Regions from separate parts of the Mus musculus genome. Here region 2 is linked to region 1. The links are chromatin contacts, called in public Hi-C maps. All regions are on one chromosome and are shown on one strand. Each heading gives the region's core, a stretch centred on a gene start, on an enhancer-like site or on the middle of the called end of the contact. The rest is flanking DNA. Distances are from core to core; before and after follow the strand shown.

Evidence for each region. A called contact is a pair of places that touch in the nucleus more often than the background predicts.
Region 2: a Hi-C map of cortical neurons shows a contact between it and region 1, with 2.8 times the contacts expected there. The contact joins the promoter of Caln1 here to the enhancer-like site in region 1. A contact is called at or near these places in 2 of 484 Hi-C or Micro-C datasets (cerebral cortex and cortical neurons), 3 of 115 datasets of contacts at active chromatin or transcription factors (embryonic forebrain, embryonic stem cells and forebrain) and 2 of 9 other capture datasets (adipose tissue and pancreatic islet).

What each region holds. Positions count from the first base shown.
Region 1 is chr5:130,318,798-130,325,985 of GRCm38.p6, reverse strand. Tyw1 (tRNA-yW synthesizing protein 1 homolog (S. cerevisiae)) reads right to left here. Exons shown (of 16, transcript NM_001015876.2): 14 at 277-387. Among named protein-coding and RNA genes, the nearest start is that of Gm40336, 56 kb to the left of the region's middle. Within about 2 kb of position 3,130, at least 4 of the 459 cell types and tissues checked have an H3K27ac peak or open chromatin away from gene starts, as enhancers often do. A contact at or near this core is called in cortical neurons, where this site is marked.
Region 2 is chr5:130,445,434-130,452,621 of GRCm38.p6, reverse strand. It overlaps Caln1 (calneuron 1), which reads right to left and starts at 3,830. Exons shown (of 6, transcript NM_021371.2): 1 at 3,164-3,830.

The sequences.
Region 1 (7,188 bases), core at 1,881-4,380:
GTGTGTGTCTGTGTGCAGTGCCCTCAGCTGGGTCCCCTTGAGCTGGGTCCTTTGGGAATGCAGCAACTGTCCCTAAACACTGAGCCATCTCTCCAGCCCCGAAGACCAATGGCTCAGTCTCCTGCAGTGCTGTGTCTGATGCCCAGGACAGAGCCAGCTTCCTGGTGAGTCTATGATCCAAATACCCAGAAACTCTGCAAGCTTCCCCCTCCCCCCCCAGCCCTCAGTCAGCTGCCCTCTGCTGCAGAATGCCCACCACCAGGCAGCAGAGCTCACCTTGACCTCGATGAAGTCGGGGTTCCCCAAGGACACCAGCTCAGCGTAGGCCTGGAGTTCATCCACGTTCCAACACTTCACAAGCGTCAGTCTGTAGACCGTTCGTTGTTGCTGGAACAGAGGGAAAACAACTTGGCTTTAGCCTGAGGATAAGTCACAGATTGACCCAAGAACACTGGCCAGCACCCTTAAGCCACAGAGAACGCAGGTCAGGTGAAGCCCCTATGGACGTCTACAAACCGAAGTTACTTTAAAAAAAAAAAAATGGGTTGCTCAGCTAGCTCAACTGGTAGAGCACGAGACTCTGAGTGATTTTATCTTTCATTCCATGTATATGGATGTGTCTGTGCCTCTGTGTGTGTTTGTGTACAGGAGCACACTGCCTTCTGAGGCCAACAGAAGGCAGCAGACTCCCACCTTGTAACATGGTGCTGAGCATGGAACCCAGGGCCTCTGGAAGAACACCACTGCTCTCACCCACGAAGCCTTCTATCTTTGCAGTCCCTAAAGTGACAGTCAGTGATGATCAGATTCTCACACACCTTACAGAAGGCACAAGTTGTTAGTACATGTGCTCCCCACACCCTCACCCTTACAGCCAGGATCTAGAACCATTCCAGTCACCAAATGGCTGCCCAACACAAACAAACACACACACACACACACACACACACACACACACACACACACACACACTGAACAGGCTTCAGTATGAGCAAGGGGGTAGTGAGAGGGCTCAGTAAAGGTACTTGCTGAAAATCCTCATAACCTGAGTTCAAATTCTGGGACCCACATGGTGACTGGTGAGAACCAATTCCTGCAAGTTGTCCCTTTACCTGTATGTGCATGCACATACATACACACAGGTGCACACACATGCACACATACAGATACACAGACAAACACACATACTCACACATATACACAAGTATTCATACATGCAGAGGCACTCATATATTCACACACATATACACTAAACAAATAAAGTAAAATGATTATTAAAGAGAAATAAAGTCCCCCCATGGGCGCCACCACTGGTAAACTACCCGTGCTCCTGTGAATAACCTCTCTCCCGTGGTAGGGTTAGAAACTGTCATTAAACTCATTATGTGATGGAGAGATGGCTCAGCAGTTCAGAGCACTGAATGCCCTTGCAGAGGACCTGAGCTCAGTTCCCAGCACCCACATCAGGTAGCTCACAACCACCGGTAACACGAGCTCTAGGGGATGTGACATGGTCTTCTGGTCTCCATGGTCACCTGCATATGTGTGTGTGCATACACACACTTTAAAAAATATTTTTTCCAGGTCACAAAAACAAAAAAAAAAACCTGTTAGGAATAAGAGGATTCTGGGTGGAGCAGGACAAAAGAGGGAAACGGAAGGTAAAATGACTGGAAGTCATTATAGACATGTAGGAAAATGTCAAACTGAGATGTGATCAGTAAACAGATACATTCTAATGAAATAAGGTGATTAAATCATATTAGATGATGGAACATTAACTCAAATAACCTTTTCAAGCTTTTCAAGTTCACACAAGAATCACGTGGACTGTGAACAATATGGATTATCATTCTTTTCTCTCCGACTTTTTTTTTTTTTTTTTTTGGTTTTTTTGTTGTTGTTGTTGTTGTTGTTTTTCAAGACAGGGTTTCTCTGTATAGCCCTGGCTGTCTTGGAACTCATTTTGTAGACCAGGTTGGCCTCCAACTCAGAAATCCGCCTGCCTCTGCCTCCCGAGTGCTGGGATTAAAGGCATGCACCACCATGCCCGACTCTCTCCAGCTTTCTTGTCATTTATAATCACTGGCATCTCTTGTTAACAGGAAAACCATGTGCATGCATGGTCTAACCAACATCTACCAAAGAATCCAAATTGGCGCATTTTTTGTTGTTGTTTGTTTGTTTGTTTGTTTGTTTTTCAGAAAGCATTAAGATGGCAGTCATTAAAGACTCTGAAAGATGGACAACCCAAGACGTCGCAACCTTCCTGGGCCTGAAATAAACAAGTAAGACTCAAGGGCGTTATAGATTACTACAGATAGTTTAAAATCAAAGGCTAACATTTTGCCCTTGATGGGAGGCCAGACCTGGGTAACAAATGCAAGTTCTCAGGAGCTTTAGTGAGCAGGGCTCAAAATAATGAAGTGAAAGAAGGGACACCAAGCTCCCCACTTCTGTGTTTGGGGAAAAGAAAAGTATAATTTATAACAAGAAAAAAAAAAACACAAGAGTAATTTTTTTTTAAAGCAAGTCTCCTGCAGCCCAGGCTAGCCAAGTACAACCCTGGACTTCTGCCTCTATTTCCTGGGACCTGTGGTGGCCATGTTCCTGAATGCTACAGCACCCTGCACATGTGAGATCTTTCATGGAGCAAACTTAGAAATCTATACTAAAGAGCATCTGTCAGGCACATCAAAAGCATTTCATTCCTATCTACTTAGTTCTTTAGAAAGGCATTTTACCAGGCAAGAAAAGACAGGGCATTTCTAAATTCCCTTGAAATAGCTGTCAGGTTTCCACATCAAATTGAAGAATAGATAGAGCTGGGCTGGAGAGATAGATGTTCAGCAGTTAAGAGCTCAGTCTGCTCTTGCAGAGACTTGAATTCAGTTCCCAGCATCTATGCTGAACAGCTCAGAATCACCTGGAATCCCAGCTCCCAGGGCTCTGTCCCTCTCTTCCGGCCTCTATGGGCACCTGTACTCTTGTGCACAGACACACACACACACACAAACACACACACACACTTCTAAAAATAAAAGAGACGTCCGAGTAAAACTCACAGAAGGCTGTCTATCCTGTTGTTTTAAAGTCTTCCTGAAAGTTCTGATCAAATCAAGGAAGCCAGGGCAAAAAAAGACTGAAGTGCACACAAAAGCAGTAAACTGTGAGTAATATAATTGGAGTCTTGGAAAGCTACCAACTTAAAAAAAAAAAAAAAAAGAAAGAAAGAAGGAAAATCAAATGCAAAGAAAGTGGCCAATTACCAAGGACAACTCGCCAGCTCTCCTAGCCTACAGCAGCAGTGGGTTAAAATAAACCCAAGGTAGGATGGGATCCAAAGCACACATGCTTCCTCAGTATGTTTAATTCCTATCTTTGTAAAACGGGATTTGTGCAGGCTTAGCAATGTTAACCCAGGAATCCCAGGTCCTGAAAGGCTGTGGCAAGAATGCACCAAGTTTACAGCCTGGGCTACACAGCAAATTCCAAGCCAGCCTGGGCTACACGAGAGTGCTGGGCTAGCTGGATGGCACACAGCAACCCCATTTCCAAACTAACAACAAAGTCGTTTTTGTTTGTCTGCCTGTTTTAGCACCTTAACCCTGTCGGACTTAGAACGAAGCCTTGCAGAACTAAAGCACGCTAAGTACCAAGGGTCTGTTTAGACACCTCTATTAAAATACCAATGACAGAGCCGAGGTGGCTCAGTGCGTGAGAATTCAAGGGATGCAAGCATGAGAATGTAAGTTTGGATCCCCAGAACTCAAATAAAAAGCCAGGCATGGCCACACACATCTGTGACCCCAGGAGTGGAGTAGGGGTTGGAGGATGGGCAGAGATAGGATCGCTGCTGTGTCACTGACTGCCAGCCTCACTCCAGCTTCATTGTAAGTACTTGTCACAAGGCAATAAGGTAGAGAGTGACACAGCACGACACCTGATGTCCTCCCCTGGCCTCCACAGACAGCAGGACACTTGCCCCCCTCCCACACACTCACAAAGATACACCACTCAAATGTACATCACACGCTTACACACCAAAACTAAACTAAGTCAGCCCCAACAGGAAAGGCTCCATGCCAGCAAAGACCACTTACAGAATAGAAGGAAGGCAATATTCCACTTAAACATCTCTATAAAAACCTAACCATTCACTTAGGAAATTACATGCAAGAGATGAAACTTAAACAAAACACTTTTCTGAGAGACCTAAAGCAAACTCTGCCTCTCTCTACCTCCATGGAAAGCAGGATTTATAAACCGAGAGGGATTTATAAGTCCTTTGAACACAACCTGATGAGGCCCCTAACAGTAGAGACATTACTCAGCACTTGCTGTGTGCCAGATGCTGTTACGAGTATTTGTGTCTTTCCAAGGCTATAAAATCTATATGTACATCAGAAGGAATCTTAGCAGATGTGTGACTGTTATTTTCACTTGACAAACACGAGATCCAGGCTCAGAGAGGGTAAAAATGCCAAAAGCCACACAGTAGTAGAGCAGGTGATCTGGGACGTGATCGCCAGCAACAGGAATCCTAGCAACTGGGCTTGCGTGTATACTCGCTCTGCTTCTCTGTGTCTGTCAGTCTGTCTCTGTGTGTCTGTCTTTCTCTCTGTGTGTCTGTCAGTCTCTATTAGTTACACTTTGTAAAACTGAGATAAAATACACAAAGAAATTAAGACCACGGACTTATCTGGGTGGCTAGAGTGCTTGCCTTCCCTACAATGAGGCCCCAGTGTCCATCCCCAGAACCACATAAACAGGCATGGTGGCGCATCTGTCATCCCAGCACTAGGGAGTCGGCGGCAGGGGGATGAGGAGCTCAAGGCCTCCTTTCAAGTCAAGCCTGTAGTACATGAGTCCCTGACTCCAGTGGGGGGCACTGGAGAATGGATCAGTGGTTTACGACTGTTCTTACAGAGGGCCTGACCAGTCTGTGCCCCACACCCAAACTGTTCGGATTACAGCTGCCTGGAACCCCAGCTCCAGGGAACCCCACACCCTCTTTTGTCCTCTGAACTCACATGCACAGAGACAGGAGTACTAAAAATTCTTCTTTTTAAAAGATGCACGAGTACATTCATATTCCAAACTGATGTTCCACTGTAATTAATATATATAATAAAGTCACCTCTACAGCTGAGCCACTTCTAGTTGTACAGTGGTTGCTATGCAATAGCAATGGTGGTTTCCAACCAGAGGCGACTCTGTGACCCTGGGGCTATTCTGTTCCAACTTTGAAACTTCCTTCCACAGGAAACCTTGAGAAGCCTTTGTGGCTTCCATAAGTGGGGGTGCTCCTGACATCTAGTGGGCAGAGGCCAGAGCTGCTGCTGAGCACAGGATAATCACAAGCTCCCCTACCCTGCACCCCTTTTCCTGCTATCACAATTATTCCATGAAAAAGGCCAATGGAGCGAAAGCCACGAAGTCCTGTTAGAGCTGGTCTTCCCATGACCATTAATGGAGTCTTGGCCATTTGCTTAATGTCCATGTTTAGGAGCCAACTATCTTCTTCCAGCAGTGCACGACACCCTTTATGCACATAAAATAAAAATGTACTCATCCAAGTGTGTGTTGGAGCATGCACATGCCACACATGCTGTAGCGGTCAGGATATGAGGGCTGTGGCGGTCAGGATATGAGGCTTGGCAGCACAAGCCTTTACCCACTGAGCCATCTCACCGGCCCTGATTTGATTTTGAAAGACAGGCTCTGACTCTAACTCCCCATCTAGCCAATAACCTTGATGTTCTGATCTTTCTGTCTCTACTCAGAGCTCCAGGATTATAGGTGTTGCACTAGCACGCCCAAGGAAGTCAGGAATACCAAAAGTGACGGTCTGAGCTGGAGAGTGGCTGTGGAGAGCTGGCCCTCTCCTTCCTGGGGCTTACACTGAGTCAACCGTGAAGCCATCTGGGCCTGGAACTCTCTTTGCACAGGTTTTTAAACTATAAAACCAGAAGGCTAGAGAGATGGCTCAGTGGTTAGGAGCACTCCCTGCTATTACAGCGGACCTGGCAGATGATCACAACTACCTGAACCAGCTCCAAGAGCTCTGCTGCTCTCTTCTGGACTCCAAGGGCACTGTACTCCCATGGACATGCACATACACACGTGCACAAGCACATACACACACATGAAAAATTAAGATAGGCTGGCTGTGATGCATGCCTTTAACCCCAGCACTTCAGGGGAAGACTATGTTGTGTGTTTGAGCCAAACTGCTCTGCACAATGAGTTCCAGGTCAGTCAGAGCTACAGAGTGAAACCCTCTCTCAATAAGTAAATAATAAAATCAGATTATTTATAAGACCTGTTACAGTTTGCTTTCTGTTGCTGTGATTAAAATACCATGACCAGAAGCAACCTGGGGGGAGGGGCTTACTTGGCTAACAGATTACATGTTGAGGTCTGGTCTGTTGAGACGAATTGTAACGCTAACCTAAGACCTGGTTGCCCCAGACATGAGAGTCCACATGCAGACCCAAGCGATGCTATGTGTGACCTTGCCCCCAAATTATTTCTGCTTGGTGACTAAAGATGCCTATAGTCAGGGCTGGAGACATGGCTCAGCAGTTAAGAGCACCCAGCAACCACATGGTAACTCACAACCATCTGTAATGGGATCTGATGCCCTCTTCTGGTGTGTCTCAAGACAGCAACAGTATATTCACATATATGAAATAAATAAATCTTTAAAAAAGAAAAAAGAAAAAAAAAGCCGGGCAGTGGTGGCACAGGCCTTTAATCCCAGCACTTGGGAGGCAGAGGCAGGTGGATTTCTAAGTTTGAGGCCAGCCTGGTCTACAGAGTGATTTCCAGGACAGCCAGGGCTACACAGAGAAACCCTGTCTCGAAAACAACAACAAAGATGCCTACAGTCTAAAGCTGGGCAGAACTGAGATAAGTGGGGCCTGGTGTTCCTGACTGGAGGAGACCACAAGGCAGAGGGAAGAAGGTGGAGAGAGGAGAAAGACACCATGAGTTAGGAGTCAAGAAAACATGGCCCTGAGGGCTGGCCAACTGGAGGTAAGAGCAGCCTAGATAAATCACAGTAATAACTCGGGATTATGGATAAAAAATAGATTTTAATAACATGGAGGGTAGATATCTGATCTGCACTAGTGCTGGTAAAGGCTTATTATAAATATAAAGGTTGTGTGTCTTTTATCCAGG
Region 2 (7,188 bases), core at 2,581-5,080, 130 kb before region 1:
CTGCCCTACCCTGTATTTTAAGCCCTAATGAGGAGATAAATGATAAATTCAAAAGAGTGGCTATTGGGCTGGGGAGAGAGTTTTGTCTGTAAACGGCTTACTGCACAAAGATGAGGCTATGAGCTTGAGCCAGGCGTGGCAGCACACACTTATAATCCCAGGGATGGGGAGGCAGAGCCTGGAGGATCTCTGGGGCTTCAGGCAGAGACTAGAGGATCCCTAGGGCTTCATAAGCCAGCCTCACATACCTAGCAAGCACTAGGGATGAGCGCACACATTCACACATATACATACACCTACACACACATGCACACACACATATACACCAATAACATAATAATAAACAATAAATGTTAAGAATTTTTTTTTTAAAAAATCCAAGACAGACAGCACCTGATCAATGACAGACAAGACTGACCTCGGGTCTCCACACCTGTGCACAAATACACTTACACCTGCACACACAAAAATACAGAGAGAGAAAGAAAGAAAGAAAGAAAGAAAGAAAGAAAGAAAGAAAGAAAGAAAGAAAGAAGAGGAGGGAGGGAAGGGAGGGAGGGAGGGAGGGAGGGAGGGAGGGAGGGAGGGAGGGAGGGAGGGAAGGGCCGGCAGATACCTTCTACCCTGTCCGGCTGCCCACCCTTATCTACCAAGAGGAAAGGGGTTCAAGGATTCCCATTAGGACTTAACTGTGAGTTTTCTCAGTGATACCAGCTGAATTAAATTATTTTGTTGTTGGTTCATTTGTTTTGAGATAGGATCTATGTGACTGGCTGACTGATTGATTGATTGATTGAGAGAGAGAGTCTCACAATGCAGCCCAGCCTAGCCTCAATCCTCCTGCCTCAGCATCATAGGTGCTGAGGTCACAGACCTTAGCCACCATCCCTGGCTACTTATTCTCTTTCTACAAATGACTCTATGCCACACTGTCAGTGAAGGCTGGGTTGGTGGCAACTGTCACTTTCAGGATTGGAAAAGAGGTGGCATTTTAGTGAACAATCCTAAAACAATTCGAAAGGTGCCCCCCAGCTGCTTCGATTAAACCACACAAGCTTCAACTGACTCTGAAAAGGCCACCTTTCAGAAGCCACCCAGCTCATGACTAGCCTTGGGTATCTGCCAGGACCCCGTGCACTGCTCAAAGAAGTAATGAACAGTCTCCATGACCTGAGCACCATGGGAGGATGCTAAACGAGTCACAGCAAGGGAGCTGCCAGCCCAGGAGAGATCTAAAGGGTCACCTAAGACTTCAGCCAACACCTCACAGTGCAGAATTAGTGAGTACAAGCCAACGGTAGGAAGTGGGGACTTCACTCAGTGGTGGAGCACTCCGAGGAAACGGATACCCAACATTGGGTGTCATCCCCAGTAATGCCAAAGAGAAAATAAAATAAATAAAATCAGGGGGGAAAAAGATGGTTCAGTGGTCAAGAGTGCTTGCTGCTCTTGCAGAGAGGAACTGAGTTTGGTTCCCAGGGCCCATGTCAGGTGGCTTACTTACTTACACTGTAACTCCAGCTTCAGGGAGATTCTATGCCTCTGGCCTCCAACACACACACACACACACACACACACACACACACACCAAATAAGTAAGAAACTAATAAATAACAATAACAACTCACATTGATTGTTACCATATCACTGATGCCCACCTTGCATTAATTAATTAGTTAGTTAATTAATTAATTAAAATGTTAAATCACCACCTCCAACAACCCCAAGGACAGCCGGAGTGGTGCTCTGTGGACAGCATGTCTTGCACCCCACCCTGTAAGACAATTCACACGAAGCAGCTTCACAACCTATGCTTAGCTCCGGGGTGTGTGTGTGTGTGTGTGTGTGTGTGTGTGTGTGTATGTGTGTTTAAAGTTGATCTTTGAGACTGGGAGACAGCAGTTCGATGCAGAACACGAGTCCCTCCACGTGCACAAAAGCATAGGGTTAGAACAGTGCCCCGTTGTCTCTCCTGGTCTTGGTAACTCTGCAGTTCAGACTGCACTGTGCCACTGCAGAACGTAGTTAAGAACACAATTTATCAGACTTCACAGTCACACGCTACCGACTCTTGGCTGCTATATTGTGGACCCAGGAATGTCTCCTTTTTATGTAAAAACAATAAAAAAGAATAGTCTGGGGCCTAGGGATGGCGCCCCAGTCTTGGCACCTAAGGAACTGCATGCAGGCACAGCTACCCCTGGAGGTAAGGAATGAGGCGCAAATGGGATCTCTCACAAACTCCTCGGGCAAAGGAACAGCTTGGAGAAGAAACACTGGGATGGGGGCCGAAGATGCACGTGTCCTGCACTGTGGAATCAAACCGCAGCGCTCAGTCCTGGCTTAGCACCATCTGCTTGTGGATCAAAGTATCCTCGGGTTCTCCCTGAGGCAAGACTAGAACTACCTGCTGCTGCCCAGGCGCCCTCAGACCAAGTCTGAGGAAGTTCACTCCCTGAAGCGCTGGTCTGGGGAAGCTGGGCACCCAGGCAAACCTGGCTTGCGCTAGAGAGGCGGAGTGTCTACCTCTGCCCTCGATCTGGATTAGTTCCAAAGCTTGCCACCCAGAGGTCCCGGTGGGACTGCCTGAGGCCTCTAGGGTCACCCCATGTGCTCCAAGACCACCGATCCTCCCCCAAGGAAGCGAGCATCGGGGTGGGAAGATGGAGATGGAGTGATCCATACCTCCCACCTCCCTAGATAGATCGCCATGACTCCAGCTTCCCGGAGACCAGAATGCCACCAAGGACTCCCACTTAGGCTGCGATGCGGATCGGATCCCCGACACCCAAAGCTCCCTTTTCCCACAACCTGGGTGTCCCCGGGGGCGCGCAGCCCGATGGCCACTAGCACCCAAGACTCCACGAGCTGGGCACAGTCCCGGGATTCCCACGAGTGTACCCAGGCCCTTCTGCAATTCCAGCGTTCCTCACCCACCCTAAGCATGAAGAGAGATCAGGATGGCTCGGGTGACACCCCGGCCCCGAGAGATGGGGTGCTAAGAGCGGGGCCAACAGGTCCGGGAGGCGCTTGTGGGCAGCACACCCGCCCACTCCGAGACTCGCTAGGATAGGGGCATCCGGGGAAGGGACCATTGAAGCAGCGAGGGAGGCAACGATGCAGGGAGGATGCAGGATAAAGACTGGGAGAGAGCATCACTCACCTCTCCTGGAGCCGGAGCTCCGCTGCCCGGCAGCCCAGGCACCTCCTCCGAGGCCCGCAGGGAGGGGGCGACGCGAAACAGAGCGCTCAAGCTGGCGCTCACACGCGTCCCCGCGCGGGCATCCTTCCTCTCCGTAGCCGGCTCCCACGGCGTGCCCCCACTCTGGTTGAGAGGCCGCTTTGCCCAACCCAGCGGCACCCGGGAGCCCGGCGCGGCGCGAGTCTTGCCTTTCCCTTGAGTCTCACAGCTGGGCTTTGCAGAGCCCGCGATGATCTAGGCTGCTCCTTTCTCCCCTGTCCTTGTCCTCGCCTCCCGTCTGGGGGAACGTGCGCCCCGCACCCCCTGCACCGCTCTCGCCTCTACCCCTCCCGCGCCCGCTGGCCGCGCGGGCTTAGCCCATGTGCGCGGCTGCCTCCTCGCTGCGCCCGGGAGCCCAGTGGCCGAGGCCCCGCCGGAGTTGCGCGCCCCAGAAACTCCATGCAGCTCCGGCCTCCTCCCCAGTGCCTCCCCGGTTCCTCCAGATGAAGAAGCCTAGCGGTCTCTAGCAAGGAGATCCCCCTACCACTCTTGGCTTCTTCCCCCCACCGAGGCTGGAGCCTGGTTGCTGGACTGGCTTGGCCACCCCAGTCTCTCTTCTCTTTTCTCCCAGGATTGGGGACCTCCCACCCCCACCCCCACCCCCAAAGCCTCTCCAATGGCTCCCTCCGTTTCCAGGCAGCGCAACCTGAGGAACGCCTCGGTGCGCGCGCACTCACACTCACTCACTCGCTCGCTCGCTCACTCGCTCTCTCACACACATGCACGCTGCACACACAGGCAGACACACGCGGGGGGCGAGCTGCAGCTTAGCAGCCGGCCCTCTTTCCTCTCCTCCCCAGAGAAGCTGCCCACGTTCACATTCGCCAATTGCTTGCTTCTCTCTATTAAACACCTCAGCCCCAACCCAAGCACGCCCACCCCTACCTTAACTCCTTCTTCCCGGATGCCCGATGCCCACGGTTACACCTGAGTCCCCAAATGCCATGGGGGAGGAGGAGGTGTCGACGGAAAGGCTGGTAGTCAAAACCAGGGTGAGAGCAAAATGCTGTGAGCCATCCCTTCGCTATGTCTACGAAGGGCATAAGCACACACACCCACCTCTCATCCCGCGTCCCTAGAGCCCCAGAACATGTGGCCCGTCCCCACTTCTACCAAGGTCATAGTATAGATTCCATAAGAAAGAATGGGTACCTACCTTGACACAAGGTGTGGGGTGGAAACTTCACAGATTGTTTGCAGCCTAACCTGGGGCTGACTTCCCAAGTCTACACCCAGAGAGAATCCTGGTCTCCCTTGACTCACACTTGAAGGGCAACAATTAGCTTAGAGTCACCACTTAGCTTTCTGGGGGACCATCTGACTGCCGTTCAAGTGTCCAGCTGCTAACAGGATACATCTTGCTACCAAGGGTAGTCTTATCAAGAAAAAGATCAAAGTAATAGTCACCTACCCCCGCCCCCAGCCCCCAGAGGGCTCTCATAACCCCTTCCTGCTCCTGATAGGGTGAGCCGGAGAGAGAACAACCCACCTGGTTGGCACTAGCTTTTCTGGTATCTCCCTTTTATCCGAGCTTCCAGGGTCTTATCTCCCTATGAGGACCATGAATCTCAGCAGCCTACACTGTCAGCATCAAAGATGTGGAGACATTTCTTGCTCCAATCAGGAACAACCCGTGGAAAGTCATCTTTAGCGTTTCTTCCAAAAAGCTCAGCCACCACCTCTCCGTTGGCTGGTCCTGCTGCCAAGGGAGTTTGGGCACTGGCAGCCAGTCATCCAAGTTAATCAGGGTCCCCTCCCTGTCTGTGCCTCCTGGCCTGCCGCCTGAGCTGCAGGGTTTCTTGAGTCCCGGCACACTTGCTACTGTTGGCACACCTTTGACATTTAAATTTTCTTAGCCCACGATAGTCCTATCTTTTCATGTCCCAGCCTTCCCTCTCAAATTGTCTTAGAGGCTTCTTGGGTCACCAGGTGAGCTGTGTGTGTTCGTTTCACAGATGTGTGTGGAAGGGGTTGCCATAAAGAGTGAGAAATGAATCAGGTGTGGTGGGGCACACCTGACCTCGAAGCACTGAGGAGGTAGAGACAGGATTATCTGGAATCAGTGAGTTTCCAGGACAGCCTGAGCTTGGTGGTCGGGGGGGGGGGGGGGGGGAGAATGTCAGGTAGATAAATACAGTGGGGAGGGGGAAATCTCAGTATATATTTGGGTAAGAATCACATTCTTTTGTGTGAGGGTGTATGGGTGCACATGTGGAGGCTAGAGGACTCTGGATATTCTCAGTCACCATGCGCCCTGTTTCTTTTTTGAAATGGGTTCTTGCCATTTTTGACTTGTAGGCTACACACTGATTGGCCAAAACACTCTGGGAGTCCCTGCCTCTACCTCCCCAGCACTGGCAGTACAAGTGTGTAAGGGGTACCCACCCAGTTTTTTGGCATGGATTCCTGGGTTAGAAGTCAGGTACCCCCTGGACCTGAGAACACTCCTTTGAGAGTGTCTCCCTATTTAGTCCAGCCCTGAACTCCCAGGGTCACCCCGCCTCAGCCTCCTGGCTTCCAGAGTGGCCGGTACGGATCATCATTCCCAGCTGAAAGCAGTGTCTTCTAACAGTCTGTAGGCCTTTTAAGAAATTCTCTTTCAGGATGGACTTACAGACCAGCAAAACTCACTGGCAAGACAGCAAGGCTATCCACACACAGGGAGTTCCAGGGCGGGGGGTGGGTGAGAGAGTGAAGATTGAGCCACATGACCAGTGTGTTCAAAACTTCTCACTCTGCCCCCTCTACCCCCTGCCTATGGACAAATTATTTGTTCTGCCTGAATCTTGCCGTCCTCATCTGCCAAATGGGAACAATACTGACATCCACCCCCTTTGTAAAGATTAAATACCACCCTGTGAAATAGCAGTATCCTGGGGTCACTCAGCTCCAAGCCTACAGTAAGCTTCAACAAACATGGGCCTTTGTCACTATGTTGTGAGAATTCTTACCCTGGGCACATCTGCCCCCTCTTCATAATGTCCCCCTTGATAAAACAATTCCCCCAGAATTCACCCCAGGAACCAGTGACATTATTGGGCTTTCTTACAAAGCATGAATGGGAAATTACTGCCAGGAGTGTGGGTGGCCCCAAAACATACTGGAGTCTTCACCCAGCTTGGACAATGATTTCCATACAACTGTACATATGGAGTGCTTTAATTAATCTTTTCTAGACTATATACCCTAGCATAGCACTTCTCAACCTTCCTAAGGCTATCTTTGCCCGCCCCCCAAGACTTAATTCAGAAAGTTCAGTTTTAGGTGTACCCGCTACTCCAGTAGCACAATGACTCTCAACCTTCCTGACCCTGAGACGAATAGTGTGATGACCCCTGACCTTAAAATTATTGTGTTCCTACTTCATAACTGTAATTTTGCTACACTTATGAATCATAATGTAAACATTTTTGGAGATAGAAGTTGGCCAAAGGGGTCGAGGCCCACAGGTTGAGAAGTTCTGCTCTAGCACCTTTGAGACCTGTCCCCACCCCTGACACCACCCAGTTACAGAAGTGGTTAGAGAGACTTCAGTGGCCCACCTTCTAAAAGGGAACAGCAACAGTTAACAAACATTCTTGCCAGCAGACACAGCTAATGTGATTAAGAGGGCAGCTGTTTTACACAGGAACCCATAGTTTACCAGGAGCTAACACATGTCAAAGATGTGACCTGGAGGAAGGGGGCATCGAGGGTCTGTCTCCTCAGGATACAAAGCCCTGAGACATCAAGAGCTGGAAGAAAGTAGCCAGCTTTGGGGAGCGTGATAAAGGCAGTGTTTCCCACTGCCCTCACTGACTACAACTATTGTAAGGCTTCCAGGTTAGGGGAGAAACTGGGCCACAGGACCTGACACTTGTTTAACGTATTGTAGAAATAGAATATACAATAAATGTGTAACATACATATACACAGACACACACATACACACAGACAAACACACACAC